Linked DNA regions of Mus musculus: all the other regions are linked to region 3. A link is a contact called in public ChIA-PET and HiChIP or PLAC-seq data. All regions are on one chromosome and are shown on one strand. The core of a region is the stretch at or near the end of the contact, and the rest is flanking DNA. Distances in the headings are between cores, read along the strand shown.

The links. ChIA-PET counts read pairs in DNA pulled down with a chosen protein or histone mark. HiChIP or PLAC-seq counts read pairs in DNA pulled down with a chosen protein or histone mark.
Region 1: an RNA polymerase II ChIA-PET map of memory CD8 T cells shows a contact between it and region 3, with 587 read pairs. The contact joins two enhancer-like sites. A contact is called at or near these places in 1 of 39 promoter capture datasets (the C10 cell line), 2 of 15 datasets of contacts at CTCF or cohesin (large pre-B cells and pro-B cells), 21 of 484 Hi-C or Micro-C datasets (B cells, CD4 T cells, CD8 T cells and 12 more) and 9 of 115 datasets of contacts at active chromatin or transcription factors (CD4 T cells, CD8 T cells, T-cell acute lymphoblastic leukemia and 5 more).
Region 2: an H3K27ac HiChIP or PLAC-seq map of regulatory T cells shows a contact between it and region 3, with 3 times the contacts expected there. The contact joins two enhancer-like sites. A contact is called at or near these places in 1 of 15 datasets of contacts at CTCF or cohesin (pro-B cells), 3 of 484 Hi-C or Micro-C datasets (B cells and embryonic stem cells) and 5 of 115 datasets of contacts at active chromatin or transcription factors (T-cell acute lymphoblastic leukemia, large pre-B cells, memory CD8 T cells and 1 more).
Region 4: a contact with region 3 is called in a BATF HiChIP or PLAC-seq map of CD8 T cells, with 5 read pairs. The contact joins two enhancer-like sites. A contact is called at or near these places in 3 of 484 Hi-C or Micro-C datasets (Th1 cells, embryonic stem cells and nephron progenitors) and 3 of 115 datasets of contacts at active chromatin or transcription factors (CD8 T cells, T-cell acute lymphoblastic leukemia and regulatory T cells).

What each region holds. Positions count from the first base shown.
Region 1 is chr3:52,838,759-52,843,097 of GRCm38.p6, forward strand. No RefSeq gene overlaps it. Among named protein-coding and RNA genes, the nearest start is that of Gm30292, 43 kb to the left of the region's middle. Within about 2 kb of position 1,608, at least 56 of the 459 cell types and tissues checked have an H3K27ac peak or open chromatin away from gene starts, as enhancers often do. A contact at or near this core is called in CD8 T cells, CD8 central memory T cells, DN3 thymocytes and 7 more, where this site is marked.
Region 2 is chr3:52,936,470-52,940,721 of GRCm38.p6, forward strand. It overlaps Gm30351 (a long non-coding RNA gene), which reads left to right. Exons shown (of 5, transcript XR_375652.4): 2 at 509-657. Among named protein-coding and RNA genes, the nearest start is that of Gm30351, 5.3 kb to the left of the region's middle. Within about 2 kb of position 1,667, at least 14 of the 459 cell types and tissues checked have an H3K27ac peak or open chromatin away from gene starts, as enhancers often do. A contact at or near this core is called in regulatory T cells, where this site is marked.
Region 3 is chr3:52,569,783-52,574,381 of GRCm38.p6, forward strand. No RefSeq gene overlaps it. Among named protein-coding and RNA genes, the nearest start is that of Gm40047, 8.1 kb to the right of the region's middle. Within about 2 kb of position 2,874, at least 48 of the 459 cell types and tissues checked have an H3K27ac peak or open chromatin away from gene starts, as enhancers often do. A contact at or near this core is called in CD8 T cells, CD8 central memory T cells, DN3 thymocytes and 7 more, where this site is marked.
Region 4 is chr3:52,952,986-52,957,204 of GRCm38.p6, forward strand. It overlaps Gm30351 (a long non-coding RNA gene), which reads left to right. Exons shown (of 5, transcript XR_375652.4): 5 at 947-1,514. It overlaps Gm30402 (a long non-coding RNA gene), which reads right to left. Exons shown (of 3, transcript XR_867282.1): 2 at 3,354-4,219; 3 at 3,191-3,220. Among named protein-coding and RNA genes, the nearest start is that of Gm30402, 2.8 kb to the right of the region's middle. Within about 2 kb of position 1,761, at least 40 of the 459 cell types and tissues checked have an H3K27ac peak or open chromatin away from gene starts, as enhancers often do. A contact at or near this core is called in CD8 T cells, Th1 cells and regulatory T cells, where this site is marked.

The DNA of each region.
Region 1 (4,339 bases), core at 358-2,857, 270 kb after region 3:
TTTTGATGTAGGAAGCATGGCCTAATAGAGTAAGTAAAAGCAATGAGAGTGATGCTCTTAGAGCCTGCCCCTGGAAATGGATTTCCTGAGAGGAATGAGAGTCAGGAGAAAGTGAACAAACTTTAAACTGCTCAAGGAACAAGAGGCAAGCAGAAATCCTGGCCCTGTGTACGCTTTACACATACAGAGCACACCCTATGTATGATATGAAAATAGTATCTGAAAGCAAGGCAGCATGGACTATGTCCTGCATTAAACGGATTCACTGTGAGGCAGGAGAAGTCTTATCCCAGCCAGGAGCACACAGTCATGGGACTGGTCCTGACAGGAACGTAGACCCAGCTATGTACAGATGAACTGATTGATGATGGGGGTGGGGCTAAGAAAGAACAGCTTCTAATATCAGATTTGAATAAGATCCTGGTCTGAACAGCTTTAAGGCATCTGTGTGCACATGATCAACGGGGTCCGTGGTCACAAAACTCTTGCAGAAACGGAGGTAGAATCATTTTGAGCCTGTGGAAGCAGTCTACATCCCTGCAGGCTAGCCTAGCTCCTGAGACATTCTGTCATGGCATCCATCCTCCCTCCAGCATCCAGGACTTCTGCGCGCTAATTGGGTTTAAGGAAAACCTGTAATCCCAGTGTTCTGGCAGCTGGGACAGAAAGACTGAAAGCTTAAGGGCAGCCTGGGCTACAGAGTGAGTGATACATTGTCTCAAAAATAAAATCATAAAATAGCTCAAAATAAAATCAATAGAAGTATTTCTGTTTAAAGTACTGAATATTTAAATACTGACTATAAGAATGGACAGCACTCTTGTCTGAAGCTGTAGTCATCAGATGGCTCCCGGAAAAGCATCAACGACCCCCGAGACTTCTGTGTATACCCTGTGGGCAACTCATTTTTATCAGAATCTTTCTTCTCCTTCCTGTGTTGCCAGAACCTTTTGGACATGGGTTCTGGACCAGGAAAGACTATAGTCAGTAGAAATGCACTTGTTGCACCCTGAAGCTTCTCTGGGTCCATCCAACTCTTGGACCTGGGGACTTCCCAAGACTTTGCCCTAGGCTGCTGGAGAGTCTCATCTGTCTTCTCTGCTTGGCTGTACACTCACTGATGGCTAATGGGAGCAGGCTGTAGCGTGGGAAAGGCGAAGAGGGTTGCTACAGTGTTGCGGAGACTCAACGCTAGGCAGACTCTAGCTACCTTTGACAGCGACAGGCTGTTGAAGAGCAAGCGCTGCCTGCAGAGAGCTGGACTGTGGTTTGCTACTGTGGACACTGACTTCATTTGTTCTTATTTCTTGTTCTCAAGACAGCCTATGAATGCAGACTTGCCTGGAATTTTGAAGTGCATAGATTATTAAGGTAGGGAAGAGAAAATGTGGGTGTTAGAGGGGGACCACACCCAGGCAGCTGCCTAGGATACAGGCTCTGTAGTGTATTCTAGAAGTCCCTGGCAGAGCTCGGCCTCCAACAGAATTCTCCTCTGCCCTGAGACCGCCCATCTTCTCCTTCCAGGTTGTCTCAGCAGAACTCACCGTCTTGGCTGGCCTCTTCAGCCCTGGTTCATCTTCTCATCTGTCAGGGACCCACCTGTGGCTTTAATGTGGGCCTGCCTGAGCCCCACCCTCCTACACCCTGTGGTTATCGGTCCTCCACCCTGATCTTATCATCTGCAGGAAATCAAAACACCATGTGTGTGAGCATAAAATTCTGTCATTTATTTGTGTTGCAGACTTCAGGAAGAGGAGAGAAAGAGAAAAAAAAAAAATCACAGTTCACTTTTCATTAAAAAAAAGGGGAGGGGGGTCACAACGTTTAATTCTTAGTGACCTAAAGTCAGCTAAAGTCAGCTTCACTAACGACCAGGAAATGCCTGACCCTCGGGTCCTCACTGTTGTCATGAACTCCAAACGTTTTAAAAATGGAAATTAAAAAAAAAAAAAGTAATTACCTCTTAGCGTGTTAAAAAGTTAAGTTGAATTGCCCATTACCATGGAGATGGCTTCCTGTTTACCACACTGGTCGCCCAGCTGTTGAAGACCAGCCACCCAGCCAATGAAAAGACAGCTTTTAGCTTCCCTTATTCCATTAGTGCTTCAAATAGTGAGTCAATACAACCTGTAATTTACTAGTCGGTAAAATTTGATAAATTGTGTTTTCATATATATTAGTGGTTTTACGTTTAACAAAGTCCATCATATGGAATTACCACTATGGTTAAAAACATTATTTTATATTTTGAGAGGTAGGGGCTTCCCTGTGCTTAAAATGCCTACCCTGTGCCTTTTAAAATTCTGGTATAGCATTCTGGTACTTCAGACAGCCTCCTGCAATAAGGAATTGTCCTCTTTCCTCTTCACTGGTCAAGAAAGCTGCACTATTACCCAATACTGATACATAATATCCTTTATAACAAAATCAAGACTCTGGCTACCAATCCCCAAAGACCCTAGGATTCTAAAGTACACTATTTTGTGTCTGATAATAAATAAAAATTATTTGAAAATTGAGAAGTTTTTATTTTTCTTCCCGGCCTGCATGTAAAAATATTATCAAGCTACCTAATGAGTCCAAGGAGATGGGACCACAGATTTCAGTAACTAAATCATTTGAAGAAGAGAGGTATGGGGACTTGGGTGGAAGTGCCATGCACCTGGGAATGTGGCGATATTCGATACAAAGTATGGCGATAAAGAAGAGAGTAAAGTGTGTAAGCAGGAGGAAGCCAGCTCCCAGCAGTTTGTTGGAAAGCTTCAAAAGAGCCCTCCTGTGAAACAGTCGGCAGCTAACCACAGCTCTGGGAGGCTTCTCCTCACCTTGGAAGAAGCTCAAAGCTTCCCTAATGAGCCCTCAGGTCTCCACAGTTTCCTGCCCAGACCTTTTGGGTCTGGTCTTTTTGTCCCTTTCCTGCTACCTCCCTGTCCTTCTCAGAGGCCTTTGTGCAGCACCAATGGCTTTGGAATATAACTATCTATGCCACTGAAAATGGTGGCATCTTGAGGCAGAATGTGCTGTGCACTTAAACTTTATCTTAAGCAATTTAGGTATCTGCGGTAATGTTCGAATGGGATAAGCATATCTTAGTGGAACCCTGGCAGTACCAAACTCTGTACAAGAAGATTTCTTAAGGGAGGTTTTGAGACAATGTTTCTTTGTATAGCCCTGAATTCACTCTGGAGGCCAAGCTGGCCTTGAACTTAGAGATCCACCTGCCTCCTCAACGCTGGAGTGCACCACTACAGTCCCACTGCAAGAAGACTCTTATATAAAATAGCTTAATGTTTGTGCATAGCCTAGGTCCACCCCCCTGAACACTTCAGATTAATCTAGAACAGTACAATATCCAACCCATTGCAAGCATGGTGAATAGTTGTACGAAATGTTTAGAGAATTGTGACAAGATAAAAGGTTTGAATGTAACTCTGGTGGTGTGACATCTTCCCAGTGAGTCTGGAATTTAGTCTGAAAGCCATTCAGTGAGGGATGGAAAGAACGATACAGAGTTCAGGCAAACGTGGATGCCGTTTGAGTAGAATTGCTTGTGCATCCTCGTTGGGGGCTGGCCTCTGCCCTAAGTCAATTCTATTGATGATACTTGTGCACTTATCAGAAATACTCCCTTCTCCCTCAAGAGACTTTATATCTGAAACACAGATGTATTTTTTTAAAATCCACCACTTGAAGTATTGTCAACAGACCCACAGAATTCTACCATGTATTTTCCAGTTCATTGTCCAATACCAACCCTGAGTGCCAAGTGGGAAAGGCTGGCATTTTTGTCATTATTCATTGTGGAAGGAAGGGCTCCGTTTGCTCGGCAGGAGGTGAAAGTTTGGTTTCCATCTTCTAAGAGGATAGAGGGGAAAGGTCGTGGGCAGACGAGCCAGTGGGATGGCTGCGCATGTTCTTGATGTTGAGGATACACAGCAGAGTGGAAGGACATTGGCTGTGAACTAGTGAAGAGGTGTTGTCTGGAAGCACCAGAAGGTTGCCGCTGCCTCCGGCAAGCAATGACGATGTGAGCACTGGAATCCAGAGCCCTGCCTTGCTTCCAGCCTAAAGTGGGGACACATTGATGCCTCAAGAATTAGAATTATTGTCATTACGTCGCACAAATGCTTCTACTTCTGTTTGCTTTGATTCTTGGCTTTGGTCAGGATATTTGGGACGCCTCTCTTTAAACAGCTTACATGATCTCTGTCAGCTTGTTACATAAAAAGGCATGAAAGGTTGTGAACTCCTGCCTCCTGCAAGAGGAAGAAGGAGCTGAACGAGGAGGTGGCACAGAGTGTACCCCTCCTGTCTGACACGTGTCGGGCAGCAGTAGGTG
Region 2 (4,252 bases), core at 417-2,916, 370 kb after region 3:
ATTGTTGGAATTAAAGACATATTGCACCGTGTGCAGGTTGTTAACAAGAGGAGACAATGAATCCACCAAGCAAGCTGGCTAGCTAGGCTAGGTGAATGGGCAAATCCTGGGCTCAAGTGAGAGACCATGCCTCAGCATACACCAGACAAAGCAACAGGAGACAACTAGCATCAGCCTCTGGCCTCAGCATGCACATGATACAAGTTCACCCACATACATGCATACCACACACACACACACACAGAGAGAGAGAGAGAGAGAGAGAGAGAGAGAGAGAGAGAAGCAAAAGAGAAAGGGGAGTTGCCCATATCTGTTTGAAAAGATGATCGTATTCATACAGACATTTTATAAATTTTCACAGAAAGGACTCTTACAGTGTGGTGTTTTAATACATCTGAAAAGACTGGTAACTTCAGTTCGATGCATCTGGTATTGTGGCTGAAGTTGGAAAGGGGCTTCATGGCAGCTGGATCCCCCATGCCCTGTTGCTTCTTCTCCTCCCTAGCAGCTCTGATGATGTCTGAAGCTAGGGAATGAAGCCATGCTACGATACAGCAATGACTCCGTTAAAACCATCTGCTGTTGTCTGTTGACCTGGAGACATCGTGCAAAGAAAATGCCTGAAGAATCAGCTGATCTTCACCCACTATCACACAGGTAGCCAGATGTATTCTGCTCTATTAGTATAGTTGGAACATTATTGAGAAATACTGGTTTCCAATAAAAAAATGAATGAGAGTCTAAATAACTCACCCCAAACAGCACATGGCCCTTGCCAGTGAAGATCATGAGCAATTTGTCTGCCATTTGTTTTTCAGGGACGGGGATGGGGCCATTGGCATTAAGTTGAAACCTAAAGTAAGGTACATTGATTTACAGGAAATTGTTCCTTTATACAGGAATTCATCATCTACAAATACTGTTTCAGGGACTATGTTGAAGCAAGGCTTGTTTTCTTGAGTCAGATTTACCACTATCCGTGTGTCTGTTTATAAGCACATTTTTAGCAATTCAAGGGTTCAAAGTTCACAATAATTATTTTTTTGTCTTAAGGGATCTCAGGTGGCACCAATGTCTTAGAGGTTGTGTGCAAGATAAAGAGGGAAGGTGGGTGTAGACATCTGGGGCATGGGTGTAGCCCAGTGGGCACTCAGTGCTATTTTCCTAGGAGATGCTGTTGTAATAGGTCTTACACCAGAGAGAATGTAAGTCCTCTCTCTCAGAGTGAAGACTGTGAAAGTCTCCATAACTTTCCGCTCGTCAATGAGTTTGCTGACAGCCCTTTCATTGCCTAGCAGATTTATTGGCAGAACTCAATGTCCATATGTTTTGGAAGATGTGAGCATTTAGTGACAGGTAACACGACGTGTCCTAGAACCACTTTCCAGAACTCAAGACTTGTCTTGCTGATGGAAGGGTGGTGCATCCTGGGGAGCCGGAGCTGTGAACACTGCCAGCTCAGGCGGGCTGTGCCTCTGCCTCCCACTTCTTCTCACTTTCAGTTGAGTTAGGACCGGAAGCCAGGACAGTTTTCCGTTTCTGAATCTCCTAATCCAAGGCTGATTGCTAACCAAGTTTTCTTCTTTCTGACACAAAGGGCCTGGGAGGACCAAGTTGCTGCAGTGGTGAACTGGGTGTATCTGTCCATCTGTACAGGATGTGCCAGTTTATCCAGACAGAATACTCTAGATGGCAGGAAGCAAGGGTAGGGGTTGTTTTGCTTTCTGTGATCTCTCTCTCTCTCTCTCCCTCCCCCTCCCCCTCTCCCTCCCCCACCCCACTCCATGTGCCTGAAAGCCAGGATAGATGTCAACCCCAAGGAAATCTGACAACAAGCAATTAATTAATCACCAAAGTCAGGCTCTGTCCTGAATATTTATTTTTCATTCATATTACCTAGAGAAGAAGGATGGATGTTGGTCAGTTTCCAACAACCATCTCTCAGCACGGTGTGTGTGTGTGTGTGTGTGTGTAAAATGTTGTCATAGGTGGAGGGAGGCAATTGCTTTGTTTAGAATAGAAAGTCTCACACACACACACACACACACACACACACACACACACACACACACACACACAGAGCCAATAAGCCAGGAAAAGGAAGGTCAGAGCTGGCGTTTATACCTGCCCTCTGGTTACTTTCCCAGAATCCAGTACCATCCCCCAGTGGCTCCGGAACCCACTAGAGCCAACTTGGATGCTTTTCAGCCATGACTCACTGAGTTGTACCAGGTCTTCCCGAGAATCTCATCCTATGCACTCCGAAGCCACCCTTTTAGAAAGCTGCTTGAGGTGATATCTGCAGAAAGCCACCTCATTGCCATTTTAACATAAAGAGCTCGTTGTATGTTGGGGTTTAGCTTATTTTATCATTTTTACTCTAGGTTGTTTTGTTCTTTAAACAAAACAAACCTACTTCTATCCCATATACCCCACGCACTACCCTGATCTGTACTTTTTTATCCAGCTTCTGTTCATAGGCAAACAACACACATTTCTCTTTCAGCTTATTGGCTTAGATCTTCCCGGCATGGGACTAGAGATGTTTTCAGATTCCCTTTCAGTTTGAGTGCTCATTTCTTCTCTCACTCCTTTCTCTCCCCCCCCCCCATGCCTTTCTCCTTCTCTCTCCTTCTTTTGGTATGAATCACTATAGGTTTAGGAGTTTGCATTTTCTTATTTCAAAGCCTCAAGGACTTTAATTCTCCCCTGGATCTTCACCCTCTCCCAGAGTGTCCTCAAACTGATTCATGTCTCCTCCCATGGCAAATATGAGGCTCACTTTGTAAAAATAAATAAAAGAGACTAGTGAAACTGAAGTCACATATAGCTGCTGTCTTAGTTTGGGTTCCCATTGCTGTGATGAGATCAAAAGGCAAGCTGGGAGAAAAGAGTTTATTTGGCTTACATCTGTATGACTGTCCGACGAAAGAAGTCAGGGCAGGAACTCACACAGGGCAGAAATGACAATGGGCTGGGCCCTCCCCCATCAATCACTAATTAGGAAAATGTCCTACCTCCAGATTTTATGGAGGCATTTTCTCAAGTGAGGTTCCCTCCCTTCCAGTAACTCTAGCTTGTGGTAACTCTAGCTTTTCTTAAGTTGGCATAAAACTAGTGAGCACAGTTGTGCAGAAAGGAAGGGCTGCTAGCATAGAGAAAGATAAAAATGGCTGCCATGCTCATTGGCCACATGACCATGGCTCTCAAATCCCTGACCGTGAGAATTGCCTGCACTCTTTCTCCCATAGATCAGTACTTTAGGGATTCACCACCTAGCATAGCACCTTTCCCCAGTTCCCTACCCTATGGGTTTAGGAAGCAAAGCCTCATCTAATGGATGTCTCAGGGCTGGAGACTGTGCCCTCTTCTGATGCAGACCCAGTTCTATAGCAGACTGCCTGTAACTCTTTTTTTCCCCTTAATTTGTTTATTCATTCACTTTACATCCTCATCGCAGTCCCCCTCCGTCTTGACCTCCCAGCCCTCCACGACCCCCACCCTCATCCCCACCTCCCCTTCTTTTTGACTCAGAGTTTAGAGATGGGAGGAGGTACTGGCTGCTAGGTGAGGATAGCACCTCCTGCATAGTTAGCCATGACTCTAAGAAGACTCGAACTGCCCCTCATACTGAAATGGACCATAACAATTTTGTTTTTACACTTCTAAAAAACACTTTTTCATCTCTTGTGTGTTGGAAACATCCCAGGAGGCAAACTAATTTCTACTTCTTTCATTTCGCCGATGTGAGACTGAAGGTAGAGCACACAGCAATAGCGCTCTTCTGTAGAGCACTAATCCAGAGAGGAGCAGGGATTCAAAGCCCTGTCCTCACTTGTGGCTGTTTCTCTCCATTTTCAACCTTTCTAAGATCTCTGTTGGACATCTGTGATCAGCCACACAGCACATTGCTAACAACACTTAACTCTGTGTTCCTAAAGGGAATATTCCTTTTTATTTTCTACCTTTGTAATGCTGTGGTCCATGCAGTTGCTGGTAAGATCTCCCAGAGGACAAGAAGACACAGCCTTCCGAAGCCCCACACACCCACTCTCCTCCATACATACTAATGTTTTAGGATTCCTCCCAGTTTAAAATAAAATCATTCTTTAATTGTTTCTGGGTGGTGTCTGTGCACTGATACCTGCCTCCCTCCTCCCTCAGTGATGTATGCTGCCTCTTTCTTTATCCCTCCTGCCAATCAAATTCCTATCATCCATTTCAGGTAATGATAGAACATTCTAACTGTGGC
Region 3 (4,599 bases), core at 1,624-4,123:
GGTTGTACAAAAGAGTAGAACGGGTCCAAGCCTGTGTTACAGGGGTTTCAGATGCTCAGAGGTAATCCTAACTACTAAGAAACACTACACTGTGACTAGCTACCTAACCTAAGGACGTAAATGGTAGGCTACAGATAGTTACTTAGTAAATGCTTATTAAAGGAAGGGGGATATGGACAGAGATAAGGAGATTGATCGATAGATGGATTGATCAATCGATAGATAGACAGACAGACAGACAGACAGACAGACAGGATGGATGAGTTTAACCTGAACTGCAGAAGCTCTGCGCAGGGGGCTAGGTTCATTGCTGTGTGGTTGTCATAGAGAACTTGAATGCAACTTCTTTGTCAACAGCTATTATTTTAAACATATTTTGACTACAACTCAGTTTCAGAAAGGGGAGGAAGGCATTGCATGAGGACCCAAACAAACCCATCCCACTCTCACTCACATAGTCTTTCAAAGGGCGATGTGTTCTAACAATCTCCACTGCGTTCTTTGTCCCCCTTCCTAAAATACTGGTTTGTAACCCTCAAGCCTAAAAATTCTAGGTCCAACTCTTTGATCCTTTCAAGGACACTTTTAAAAAAAATTTTAATTTAATTTTTTTTTGAGGATCTCTTTCCTTTCCAGAATTTTCAACCTAGTGTGTGTCCCCCCCCCCCCCAACTCCAAAATGGGAGTTAATAGGGCTTAGGAGCATCAGATTCATCCCATGTCATAGGAAGCAAACACAATTCCTGCTGTGTGCTCAGCACTACACAGCTCACCCATTCACAGCAGTGGTCTTGAGAGCATCACTGGTCCTCAGCTGTCCCCCCTTCCTGCCAGCCATTGCTTCCGTATACCTCCCACACCTTTCTTTACTGTCAAGGCGACAACCTTTCACCTTTATCCTTCAGAGGGTCCCATTGTCACTCGACTACACAAATCTTCCCCCAATTTATTCCTCCTTCTCCCCTTCTTTATCTTTATTCTTTCTGCTTTTGACTGAGTATTTTTGATCTGTACTTCCTTAGTAAGGATCTTTTTTTTTTTTCATTTACGTTATGCATGAATGCATTCATTTATCCAATCAGCCTTTCAAATTTAGCTTAAGGAATGTTTTAATGAGGAAAATATAAACCCATATACTAAATGGGAAAAGAAGACATATAATTCCTGCTCTCAAACACCTTGAGGAACAGCAAAGGGCTTTTGTACAGTGAGTTCCCTTGAGGTAACAAGGTAACTGGAACGTGGCAAAAGGTCAAGTTTTGGAGCTTTGTATACCTGGATTTCAAATTTTGGCACTACCAGTGTCTAGCCATCTGCTTTGGCGTGAATAACTCCAAACACCAAAATGGTAGTTTGGGTAGTTGTGGTATGTGATAGTTTATCTTGACCATAACCTTGATTGACTTGAGAAGTGCCTGGAAGGTGGTAAAACACACTGCTACCCATCTCTGAGGATTCACAAAGTGGGAGATGACCCAGCTTGGGGATCAGTTACCCCACCTATGGACTAGAAACCTAGGTAGGATAAAATGGGTAGAAGAAGGGAGCCTGGAACCACAGACACTCTTTGTGATTTCTGGGAGCCTTGATATGGATGGCTCTGCTTAACCATCTTCTCCTAGCTGCCCATGAAGGGCTGAAACACCTGGGGCGCTCAGTCCAAGTTCTTCCTTTTCTCTAAGATATTTCTCTCAGGTGTGTGCCACATCTGAGTGATGAAAAGTCTGAAACAGTGTCATAAAGGTAATATTATCTTATTTAATGTCACATGTTCCTGTGTGCTGTGTACTGTCATTAGCCCTACAGATAAGGAAACTGAGGCCCTGAGATAAGAACTCAGATGTTCTTATTGAGAGCATTCCGAGAATCTCTGATTCCACACATAAAGCTACCTTAACTTCTCTGAGAATATAGACTCCGGCTTCCTTAGTATCACAGACTGGAACCTAGTTTTATAAACTCTTCGCAGGGGTTATCACATATTCAACAGATTTCTTGCTCAGCTAGAACGGCACCCTGTCAATTTTCCTGCTCAGGAGATAAGACTGTGTATCTGCAGGATCCATTCTCTCATGTAGACAACGAGGGCATCAACAGATCATAATTACCATCAAGACCGGGTACCCTCTCTGTGCTGTGTGGTTACACATATGAGCTCCTGGTATCTTACAACCCTGTGAAGTAAACATTATCAGTCAAATTATAGACGGGAAGACTGTATAGGTAGATGGTAAGACTTCCTTTAGCTGCTTCTGTGGTAGGTATTATCATTAATCAGTGGAGTAGCTGCAAAATGATAAAGTACATCAGAGAATAGACAGGAGTCCAGGTCTGTTTGATTCCAGGGCTTTATTTTATTTTATTTTTTTTATCATGAACCGTGACAAAAAGTGCGGGCTCAGAGCAGCTTTAGATAAAGAGAGACTAGTTTTTTCCATGGAGTATTTCATCTGATGGATTGTTTCCACTCCAATGAACTACAGCTCCAGTCCCCAATGCTACTCCAACGACACTAGGATTGAGTAGACTGCCACTTTCTGTACAGGGGTTGAATCCAGATGTTTTCTTCAGTGATGATGCCTCCATAACCAGCCAGAGACCTTAGCACAATTGACCACATTGGAGGTGTCATTGTGACCTTAGAGCCTAGCACATAGGCCCCAATTCCTGACTAAACCAGAACAAAGTCCTACCTCATCAAAGACCCAGTCCATAGTTCCAGGGTCTGGAATAGCCCCTTAAATGTACTAAAATTTTTTTTTGACTTCTTCAGTTTTGCTTCTTGCTAACTGTTCTTGTTAACTAAAGTGTGTCATCCAGGATGTGGGTTTAGTGCATAAAAGGCAAAGCATGGTGAAGTTTGGGGCTATACCATTTGGGCAAGTTTCCCACGCAGTTGTCAGCTGGCAATAGTCTTTCTATTCATCGTTAAGACCGTCTATGTGTGCTCTTTGGTGGAATTATCTTGCAACATCCCAGGCCTCCTGCCGGGACTCAGAGCACATTATTTTCTTATGCGGCACTTTTGTGTGACATAAGCAATTTAAAGGAAGAAGAGTTTATTTTGGGTAAGGATGTCAGAAGGTTCAGTCTACCATGGCAGGAACAGCTCACATTAGAGTAGAGAGGAAGTGGAGTGGAGTGGTGCAGGAAGATGTGAGTACAAGAAAAAGTCCTTCTACCTTTTACCACCTCCCCAGTGACTTCGTTCATCATCCAGTTGGTCAATAGAATAACCCATTTATTAGGTCAGAGCTCCCAATAATTTAATTATATTTGGGAGTCTCTCTCTCTCTCTCTCTCTCTCTCTCTCTCTCTCTCTCTCTCTCTCTCTCTCACACACACACACACACACACACACACACACACACACAGATAAGCTTCAATAATTCTGAGGGTGAGTTGTAATCTAATCTAGCTGACAGTCAGAATTAACCACCCCATCTGGCTCACTCCTGAGCCTCAGACAATGTTAGGCAAGCATAAAGAATGAACGGCAGCAGGTCTCGAGGCGTGTTCTGCATACATTTTCTTCTTCAGGATGTTAGCAGATGCTCATCAAGCAGGGAACAGGGTGCCCACTCTCTTACATAATGAGGCTGGACCTCTTTGCTCCTCGGAAATGTTCAATGTCCACTTTCTGCCTTCTGAACAGGAGCCTAGACGTTCTGGGTCTCCAGCCCTGAATATTACTTTGTATTTCCATTCCATTTCTGCTTCACTGTGATGCTTATTTTGGTGTTCTTGAGATGGACTATGTCTTTTCTTATTTATCCTTTGTTGTGAGGCAAGGCCTTGCTATATGTAGCCAAGGCTGGCCTGGAATTCTGGATGCTCCTGCTTCAGTCTTCCCATTGATGTGACTGTCAATGTCTACCACTGTACACTCTCTGTACACACTGTACAATGTCTACCACTCTTTTAAATTTTTCTTGATATATGTTTTACCTCTTATTGATGGGCATGTGTGCGTGGTACAGAGAACCATGCCCAAGTGAGCTCTTTGGACCACGTGTCCTAGGTCAAGTTTTGTACTGCAGAATGTTAGGGAGCTCTGTGTTCTGTGACTATCAAGAGTAGACTAGCCAGTGTCCTGCTTCCCTAATTCCTGAGGCTGAGGGCTCAGCTTGTTTGCTGCTTCTGCTTCTCGGTCTGTGAGACTCCCTTTGGAATGGGTGCCAGCGAGCCTGGAAGTGATGGGGAGGCCCCTTTAGAAGAACTAAAAGTTATTTGGGTTGCGTGGGAGGTGCGACAGCTGCTTTAGGAGGTCCTCACAGCTGAGCGTTCAAGGGATGATAGGTGTTTCTGGAAACAGGGAACGACTTCATTTCTGCTGTGCTAGAGCACTCTGAGGGGCTTGCCAAAAATCTCTTCTAAAAATGTGACTGTTAAGAACTTAATTTTCTTGGGTTGGAGAGATGACTGAGCAGTTAAAAGTATTTGTTGTTCTTCCAGAGGTCCTGAGTCCCTCAGGAAGATTCCATAAGGGTGAGGGTTATCCAGGGGATAGACAAACCTTGACAATAGGGACACTTATAGTAGATGACAAGAAGGAATCTAGACAGAGATAGGTCTTGGCAAAGGATAGAAGGGTTGGCC
Region 4 (4,219 bases), core at 511-3,010, 380 kb after region 3:
CTTTGAAGATCCTTACAATAAGGTGCATCTTTCTAAAACTCGCCCACTGTGCTCTGAGAATTTCATTCTTCAAATCCAGGAGACAAGTGCCCAGAAGCCACTCACTCAGGGTGGTGTTGGCGTTGGCTCGGTCATATTGCTGGGAGCTTACTTCTCCCACACCCAAGTTAACCTCACCTAGAGCCAAGAAAGACTGTGTGGTTCTCAGAAATACCTCAGTGTTCTATCAGTTCTGTTCGTACAATGCATCTGCGTGGTGATATTTCACAGGCCCCGCTGACTACCTTCACTTCTTCAAGGCATTCTGATTTTTGCCCCTCAAAACTGCATCACTACAAATGGCTGGCTTTTGCTACTCATTCTCTGGTATCCCTGAGTATTTGATAGTGAACATTACCGGTTTATAATGTCACATTTTAAAATCAGTGGCCCCAAGCGTGGACACGTTATTTGTCCTCTGCATGAGAGTATCTTTGCTGACTGAAGAAACTACCTTTGTAAGGACGGAGAGAATAAGGACGTAAGAGAAAAGAATGACAAAGAAAAATGGCTCAGTAAATGGGACTTTAAGACATCTTTTTAGATCACATGTCCTTTAATTATTTACAGCCAAATCTTCAGAAAGCAACACATTAAAACATCAGTGACAATAACAGCCGACATGTAATGCTGCCAGACACCGTTCAGTGCCAGGTGTACGTCCATTCTCTTAACCTTCACAGCATCCTTGCATTCCCTACCCCTGTGTCTGTCTGTCTGTCTGTCTGTTTCTCTCTGTCTCTCAGTCTGTGTGTCTATCTCTGTCTCTCCCTCTATGTGTGTGTCTGTCTGTCTCTGTCTCTCTCTCTGTCTCTCTGTCTCTGTCTGTCTGCCTGTCTGTCTGTCTCTCTCTCTGTTGACTATCTGCAGAGTTAATCTGAATTTCCTTTTGGCTTATACTTCACAGAATTCCTATCAAATGGAGACTTGTGGATAAGGCAGATGACAAAGCCATCTGGCCACACTCTATATAAAGCCAAGCTTCTGACCAGAGGTTTCCAAGACATCGTCATCACCACCTCCCATCTCTGGAATGGCTCCAGAAGCACAGGTCCTACACAGGTCACAAGAGGATGATGATGATGATGATGATGATGACATCAGCAGAGGCAGTGGCAGCCACAGGGTGGTCCAAACAGGAGCAAACATCAAATATAATTTTCCTGATGGTGGGATTTTCTGCTTTGAAGGGTTCACAATCCTGAGTATTCACAGTGAGAGCTGAAATAAAGTTTTACCCAGGACCATCTGAAGGGACCAGGTAAAGATAGAAGGAGCAGTAGGATTTTCAATCTGTATGGTCTTTAGAAGAGCCACTGCGGTGGGAGAAAACGCTGGGCGTGGCACTTTGAGAAGAGTCCACATAAATGCACCTTCTCTCCAGTTCCCTCCCCAACACAAGGAATTCCACGGGAAGCTTACCTACGGACTGCCAATCCCATCTTTAAATGAATATATGCCCATGGATGAATAACCTTAAGTAAATATATTTTAAAATCTAAAGGGGGGAACTAAGTCAGGCATTTGCTATAAATCTTACTATGTGTCTTAATACCTCTGTGTCCTAAAGCAAAATTGCTGGGAGGTTTCTCTTCTGTAAAATGGGCTAACCCTTATAAGCTTGTTGTGAGAATGACTGCACGCGTAGATGCACACCACTTGATAGAGAATCCAGTTAAACACTAAAGCATTTGGTTAAATGATCTGCTAGCGTCAGTTCCTCCCACATCTGCCAATCCAATTAACCGCATCCTCTTGGCAGAGAGAGGGAGAGTACTGTGCTGAGATCAACCTGACCACCTTGCCTGGAAGGAGGCCCGTGTGCAGTAATCACCCACACACTTTTGCTCGCTCCGCTCCCTTCACCTTTGACCCAGTCTACTCACTCCGGTTCACAGAGTGGTGAGCCAATATCACAAAGAAAAGGGACATTTCCTACCTTTGAAAAGAATGGGCAGAGACCCAGCAGACTTGTGGTGCCTGCCATTTCCCATCTGTAAATTTCTCAAAATACTTTCCAGTAAACGATCTGTTGGGGTTCGCGCATCATGATGAATAACGTTAAATGTCGCAGTCATTGTGTGCCTTCTAAATACAATGGTTTCTTCAGAACATGCAGTTGGTAAATTATGAATGGGAGATGGTTTCCACCAGTCTTCTGTTTGCCACAGAGGCATTATAGAAATGTATCAACTCGTAAAAGCGTCTGCTTGATTCCAACAACAAGTGGACAGCATAGTCATGAGTGTCAAGTTCAGTGTCACCTCCAGAATGTGGAGTCCTTAAGTCAGCGGGCAGAGAGGGCAGAGAGTGGATCTTCCTGAGAGCACTTTCAGAAACCACTCTCACTTTCACTGTTTGAAATGTCACTATCACAAAGTTGAAGGCTACAGGTTCATCGTGAACGGGTCATCCGATCCACCATCCTAGTGGGGTGGGGTCATCTAACCCCTGGACCAACTCCTTACTCCCTGCCCACTCAGAAAAAATGCTGCGGGGCGGGGAGGTTCGGAGGGGGGGGCACTATTGTGAAGAGCCACATGCCTTTCCCCAGTCCTCCCTGTTCATCTTCCATTCGATGCCAGACTTATTTAAACAGGCCCAGCTGGGGCTGTGGCAGCCCTCTTTATCTGCCTTCACATTCTTTCCTCTGCCTATTCATGCTGCTAAGTAGGGCTGGACCGGCTTCCTGAAATCTCGTGGGATGTGGGGGCTTTTCTCCCTGCAGCAGAGCCTCTGAACCTAGTTGTTTTGGGTAACTAATTTCCTCCCTTCTTCTCCCTGGAATACACAGAGCTTCCTTTGCCCAGCGTGATAGCCACCACCCCCCAACCCCCCTTCGCACCACAGAGAAGTTGGGACTGAGGTTGGAACCTCCCAGTGCTCTTGAATTTCCTGCTGTCACGAAGCAGGATTTCCTGACTGGAGATGTATATGGTTGAGGCACAACGTGGCTCTATCCTGACCTCAGCATCCTCCTCCTCCTCACTGTACAATATATCATATTTATGTCCCACGGTGATGAGCTCTGCCCTTCAGTCTTCACTTTGAAATATCATTTCCTTCATTCCTCTAGGCTGAACAAACCACAGAGTCCTTCGTCCTCTACCTACCCTTAACCCTGGTTTTGATTCTAGAAGTGTTTCTTTTCGTGTGCTTTGATCTGTAATTGGAAGGATTTCTGTAAGTTAAAAAAAAAAAAAGTTTAAATAACTAAGGAAGAAAATATTGCATGAAGCTTAGTCCTGCTAAAATTTCCTCTTCTATTAAAAAACAGCAAATAACTAAAAAAATAAAAAGATTGGTAGAAATACCTAAAAGTGTATGCGCTCTTTTGTTCTGTTCTCTTTTGTAAGTGCCGCTGCATATCCTGACAACGCCCAGATGTTTCCTAGACACAGTCTTTCCAGCCTTGCTGTTGGGGCCGAGCCTCAGAAGGGCCCGTCAGTCAGTTACCTTCATTGCTGCAGCGTGGCACCCACGCTCTCATCAAGGAGCACGGCTCAGAGATGCCCATACCAGAGTCACAGGCTGAAGCGGTTGCACTTGGTCAAGAGCAATGCCGCTAGCTTGAGGCTGGGCTTCCCTCCAAGCTCAGCTGGGTCGGAGCAGTGCACCAAGTTCACTCCTCCACCGGGCAACGCTCACTCCGGAGTTCCTGCAAGTGAATGGGCCAGAGTTCTACGTGTTGAAGACAACTCTTGTTCTTAAGCACATCTATAGACACCAGAGCGCCCTCAAGGGGAACCTAAACACTGGGGGCTCCCGAGCCACCTGCCTCAGCAGATGCCCGTGGTGGTGGGGCCAATTTTGAGACCCCAGTTCTGTCCTCTTAAAGAACTTATTTGGGTAGCCCTCCAATCGTCCCTTGTATCTCTTGGTCTTCACTAAGAACCTTATCTTCATCCAAACAGGTTTTCTTAACTTTGATCCTAAGGGAATAAGGGTTTGGAAATCTCCCCGAGGGTATCCAGGCATTGGCTTCCAAGAGACTAACACCTTCCACTAATTCCAACTCACTAAATGGCCTCCTTGTTCTAGATGAGGAATTCCCTGTGCGCACCCTGCTGAATCCGATGCTCACGGCATCCGGTGCAGAATGAATTTCTGTATAAGCCAATAGGATGGATCTGCTGCTCCTTGGTCATCTTGCCTTTCCAGGTAGCATGAGGCTACTCTA